Linked DNA regions of Rattus norvegicus: region 1 is linked to region 2. The links are chromatin contacts, called in public Hi-C maps. All regions are on one chromosome and are shown on one strand. The core of a region is the stretch at or near the end of the contact, and the rest is flanking DNA. Distances in the headings are between cores, read along the strand shown. Region 1 overlaps Tmcc1 (transmembrane and coiled-coil domain family 1). Region 2 has its middle 11 kb from the start of Plxnd1.

Region 1 (2,877 bases), core at 16-2,515, 130 kb before region 2:
TTGGCTGATTTATTTTTGTTCTTTATATCTTGCATTTGAAAATTTACAATGGGGCAGTGTCCCCTGGGAACATTCTTTTAGTATCTCACCTTAAATATCAATTGATGTTAAAGAAAATGGAAGAAAACACAAATAGATATACAAATATGTTCTTAAAGTAAAACAGAAGCATTCATACTTCTTTATAATCCTCGTTTCTGCAACTGGTCATGTAGCCTTAAGTGATATTATACCTACCTTCCTCTACTACCCATTCTGTATTTCCTCCACCCTCTGCAAGCCCCTCAGCAGGCCTTGGCTCTTTTCCTGTAGGAGTGACCCATATTTTCATTCCTTATGGGTCTGTGTCCTTTGTCATAATACTTGGATTAGGCTGTTGTAGTTTTCCATTGACTTTAATCATAGGATATGGTAGCACTAAGAAATACCCTAAGGGATCTCCTGCACTCCAGACATAATCCTTCTTACCTCCATTGTGGAGAGGCAGTACAATTTCCCCATGGTAATCTGGATCTATCACTTCTCCTGATACTGCTATTACTTTCTTAGCCTGGTTTAAGGGCATTAAAAGCCCAAAATGGCCAGGGGGAAGTCTGAACTTCCAGTTCAATGGAATGTTTGTTGTGACTCCTGGTAGGAGCACTCCCCCTTCTGGAACCAAACCTTCTAGGCCAGCAGAACCTAGGGTTGTGGGAACAGGAAGCAAAAATTTTCCTAGAGGGTTACTAGGAGTGATAGTGAGTGGAACTATTTATCCCCTTTTCCACCCCTTGATTCCTGGACCTGTTGATCCTGGAAGAAACTGTACCATATATTCAAACCATATACTACCTTCTGAAGAACTCTGCCCAGATCTCCATGCCACTGCCACCCAATTGGCACTATAACTGAGTCTTCAAAAGGCCATTTCATCTTTCTATCAGACCATCTGCTTCAGGAGGGTGGGGAACATGGTAAGACCAGTGGATTCCATGATTGTGGGCCCACTGTCACACTTCTGGTTGTGAAATGAGTTCCTTGGTCAGAAGCAATACTGTGTGGAATACCATGATTATGAATAAGGCATTCTGTAAGTCCATGGATGGTGGTTTTGGCAGAATCATTACATTCAGGAAAAGCAAATCCATAACCAGAATAAATATCTACTCCAGTAAGAAAGAATAAAACGTCCTTTCCATAGAGGAAGTGGTCCAATGTAATTAACCTGCCACCAGGTTGCTAGCTGGTCATCTCCAGCAGTGGTGCAATATCTGTGGCTCAGTATTGATCTTTGCTTTTGGCAGATCTGGCATTCAGCAGCAGCTGTAGCCAGGTCAGCCTTACTAAGTAGAAGTTGGTGTTGTTGAGCCCAAGCATAACCCCCATCTCGGCCACCATGGCTATTTTGTTCATGTGCCCATTGAGCAATGACAGGAACGGTTGGGGAAAGAGGCTGACTGTCTCCACAGAATGAGTCCTCTTATCCACTTGATTATTTAACTCCTCCTCAGCTAAAGTCACCTTTCAGTGAGCATTGACATGGCACACAAATATCTTCACATCCTTTGCCCATTTGGAGAGGTCTATCCACATACTTCTTCCCCAGATATCTTACCAATTTTCCAATCATGATCTTTCCAAGCCCCTGACCATCCAGCCAATCCATTGGCTACAGCCCATGAGTCAGTGAACAATTGTACATCTGGCCATTTCTTTTTCCAAACTGTAACACCATGTGTATGGCCTGAAGTTCTGCCCACTGTGAAGATTTTCCAGGGTTGTCCTGGAAAGGGGTTGTAATGCTTCAGCTGTCCACTTCTGGGTGGTGCCCACATAACATGCAGAGCCATCAGTGAACCAGGTCCTAGTCTTCTCTTCTTCAGTCAGCCGATCACAGGGAACACCCCATGAGGCTATAGGTGCATACTTCGCAGCAGATGGCATTGTAGCAGGAATAGAGACCATAGGCATTTGAACAATTTCTTCACGTAACTTGCTTATGCCTTCAGGACCTGCTTGGGCCCGGTCACTTACATACCACTTCTATTTAAATAGACTGCTGTTGTACCAACTTCTGTCTTAGTTAGGGTTTTATTGCTGTGAATAGACACCATGTCCAAGGCAAAAGTCTTTTATAAAGGACAACATTTAATTGGGCTGGCTTACAGGTTCAGAGGTTCAGTCCATTATCATCAAGATGGGAGTATAGCAGCATCTAGGCAGGCATGGTACAGGCAGAGTTGAGAGTTCTACACCTTCACCTGAAGGCTGCTAGTGGAAGACTCTCTTCCAGGTAACTAGGTTGGGGGTATTTATAAGCCCATCCCCACAGCGACATACCTACTCCAACAAGGCCACCCCTTAATAGGCCACTTCTTGGGCCAAGCATATATAAACCACCATAGCCACTGCTACAGTTCCTGTGGAGAAGTGCATTACTCTTAACAGAAGATCATTCCTGCCTTCTCTATGTGCATCTGAGGGTATGATTTCTAGAACTTCGGTTTAAAGGAAACCTATTAGAACATGCATAATCCTCTAGCGCTCACGTGGTTTATTAATTAAAAAAAAAAAACCTCATAGTGTATAAGGTCACTGTGCAAACGGATGTTGAAATAACCCTTTTATAGCATAGGATAGAACAACTTGCAGGTGTTATTTCTTTCCTTTCACTATAGGTTCCTACCATTAAAGTCAAATGGTCATGTTTGGTGGTAAGGACCTTTATCTAATGAGCCAGTTTATCGGCTTACAACTATATGTTCTTCTAAGCTGAGATATCCAGGTTTTTTAGTCCAAATAAGTTAACTTACCTCACTACTGTGAAAAAGTATTTATTAGAAACAACCTAAAGGGAAAAGGATATACTCGGGCTCACAGCTTCACAGGGGTCAGGTC
Region 2 (2,991 bases), core at 35-2,534:
ACCTCCTCCTCCTTCCCTTGTGGGGAACCTGACTCCCACTTGGACAAACATCTTGTGGCCATTTCCGCCTCGCCTGCCCGGAGCCCTGCCCGGCCTGAACAAACACTCAGGGCCTGTGTTTCCTGCCTCGGCTCTGGGAAAAGCCCAGCTGGGGCTGCTGAGGTCAGCCTTGGAGGAAAAGGGAAGGAGGGGGCAACTTCCAGAGCTGCCAGCACAGAACCCTGGGCTTCTGGGTCTTCTCTGAGCACAGGTCGCTGTACACAGAGCCTCCACCTGATTCTGCCATGAAGCAGGGGTGCTGGGGGTGGCTGGAAAAAGGCTCACAGCACCTTAGGACTGTTTGTGGCCAGTGCACTACCTTCCCACCCGCACATTTGTTTTGGTTCTCCTAGTGCAGTCCCTCATGCCTGTGGGATAGTGGCAGACCCCTGTCTCCCTGGGGTGACCTCAGATGGCTAGGCAGGTGCAGAACTAGTCCAGGTAAAACAGCACCAGCTGAGGATTGAATAGAGAGGCTCACAGTGTGTGTGTGTGTGTGTGTGTGTGTAGTAGTGCCATGCAACATGGTGCCAAGCCCAAATAAGAACTGGAGGCCGGGGTTGGGGATTTAGCTCAGTGGTAGAGCACTTGCCTAGCAAGCGCAAGGCCCTGGGTTCGGTCCCCAGCTCCGAAAAAAAAAAAAAAAAAAAAAAAGAACTGGAGGCCACTTGAGGTATATGTGGGGGGGGTGGGGAGGCGTCCAATGTCCTGTCCCTTGGGCCGTGCCTCCTGTCCTGTCCCTGTCACTGTGGCACCTTCTGGTCTCCTCTGTCTTCCACTAGGAATAGGTGAGGTAGGTGATCTGCACATGTCTCTCGATGGGAAATAAGGAAGAAGGGCTAGAAGACAGGAGTGCCAGCCCCTAGTGAGCCCTGTGGCTAGACAGGGTGACCCTGCTTCTAGAGCCCGTGGGTGTAGTCAGCCAGCCTAGCTGGCAAGTCTGGAATGGGGGTACGGACTGGCCAGGATCTAGGGGCAACACTTGGTGCCCACCCGCATCACCCAGGGCAAACTGGCGTGGTCACAGGGCCCCCTCCTAGGCAAGCCTACGGCTTTGCCAGAGAAAACCCTTCCCAGCTGCAGCCTGAGTTTGTTTTTGTTTTTCAAGCAGGATCTGGGAGCGGAGACAATGGGATTAATGTTATTTTTTTCCTTGCAAGCAGTTTCTCCTCATTTGGGAACTGTGGGGCTAGATTCCCACCTCAGCTTCCTTCCGGCCTGCGGAGGAGGAGGTTAGGACAGACAAGGCAGGAGGGAGGTCCAGGCCGTGTGGGGCTGAGGGAGAGAGGGGACTTGTGCTGTTCTCCCTCCCCTGAACTCATCCCTGAAGGAGCTCCTATGCTTTGAGATGGCCGCCTCTCCCAGGAAGCCCTCCCAAACTGCCCAACAGTTTACAGGTGCAGATGGCGGCATCTTCCCACTGTCCAAAAACTCCGCACTACCTTGCCCTTGGCCTGGCTAACTGACTCCTAACTCTGTCCTCGGTGTGAGACCAGATCCAGCACCATGCCTAAAGATGGATCGCTGGAAAGTCCAGCATGCAGAGGGGGCCAGGAGAGCTCCCGGGTCTTTGGGGTGCGCATGCTTGCCACAGTGCACACAGGAAGTTCAGAGGACTAGTTACGGGAGTTGGGTCTCTCCTTCCATCATATGGGTCCTAGGGATCAAACTCAGGTTACCAGGTTTGGCGACAAGCACCTTTTTATTGTCCGAACCATCTTCCAACCCTGCTGGTTTATATATTTTTTAACACAGACAATGCGTATTATTTGAAGAAAACGTAACTTCCAAACTCCCTATCGAGAGGTCACATCCTAGTTCCGTGTTGGTGGGCACTGGCCAGGCTGCCTGACTGTTTAGGACTCCATGTCTACAATGCCCCTCTTTGGGGACTAGGCCTCTTGGGCACTGCTGAAGCCACACGCTGTCCAGCTCAAGTCCTGAGACCACAGCTTCTTTGGGAAAAGGGTGACAGCTCACAGCCAGGGGGAACTGAGACTACAGGAGTAGGGGTGGGTGACATGGACACAGTGGGGAAGTGAAAGTCATTCTGTCATTCTTAGGCTGCCACAGCTGACGCACACTGCCCACCATCTGGGCTGCGGGCCGTTAGCAACTCCCTTTACACCCAGCAAGATCTACCCTGGGTGTCCCAGGCTCGTACAGGAAGACAAGGTGGTCTTGACCTCCAAAGGCCACTATGTGTGGAGAGCAGGGGTGGGGAGGAAGGGGCTTTGCAGCTACAGCTCTCTGGACTTGGTCACAGACAAGGCAGCTAAGGCTTGAGAGGGAAGGGAGAAACTGAGGCTTGGCAGGGGAGCATTTGACTGGCTGTTTCCAGATGGTAGATGAGAGCTGAAGCAAAAACAGCCCTTGCCTGGCCCCACACCTTGCAGTGGCCCCTGGGGCCTGGAGGATGCGACCGCTCAGAGGATGCAGCTGCTTGGAGGATGCAGCTGTTTGTCCATGTCGCGTCGCAGGGACAAGTCTCCTCTTAGGTCTCTAACGCAGGGCCAGCAACGCATGCTGCAGTAAACCCAGCCTGCAGCAATTCCGGACACAGTGAATTGGGTTGGAGGAAGAGGCTGGCAATCACCCTTGTCCTCCCCATGGGCCCCAGGTGTGGGCAGATGTTAGAGCCAGTGTCACCTCTGGGGCCTGCGGGCCTCCTGTTTTGCTGGGGAGAGGGCCTCCTTCCTGTCTTCTGGATGGTGGCTGCCCTTCCGTCAAGGCACATCCATTGCACCTGGGGTGCCGGGCCTGCCGGCCTGCTCTGACTATGACTTATTTCCTGCTTCTGAGGGCTGAAAATAGCTCTTGTGCCGGGGAAATAGCCAGGCCCTGCCAGGGACTCCACATGGAACAGACACCCTACGTGTGTTCTAATACAGCCACTGCCCACTTCCAGACACTGGAACCCTCACAGCATCCCAGGTCTCGGGGTCTCTGCCC

The links. A called contact is a pair of places that touch in the nucleus more often than the background predicts.
Region 1: a contact with region 2 is called in a Hi-C map of liver, with 4 times the contacts expected there. The contact joins two enhancer-like sites. A contact is called at or near these places in 12 of 12 Hi-C or Micro-C datasets (the A7r5 cell line, the Rat2 cell line, Schwann cells and 7 more) and 1 of 1 datasets of contacts at active chromatin or transcription factors (oligodendrocytes).

What each region holds. Positions count from the first base shown.
Region 1 is chr4:150,857,764-150,860,640 of GRCr8, reverse strand. The region is part of intron 3 of Tmcc1 (transmembrane and coiled-coil domain family 1); the gene reads left to right. Among named protein-coding and RNA genes, the nearest start is that of Tmcc1, 53 kb to the left of the region's middle. Within about 2 kb of position 1,265, at least 2 of the 93 cell types and tissues checked have an H3K27ac peak or open chromatin away from gene starts, as enhancers often do. A contact at or near this core is called in liver, where this site is marked.
Region 2 is chr4:150,724,299-150,727,289 of GRCr8, reverse strand. No RefSeq gene overlaps it. Among named protein-coding and RNA genes, the nearest start is that of Plxnd1, 11 kb to the right of the region's middle. Within about 2 kb of position 1,284, at least 29 of the 93 cell types and tissues checked have an H3K27ac peak or open chromatin away from gene starts, as enhancers often do. A contact at or near this core is called in liver, where this site is marked.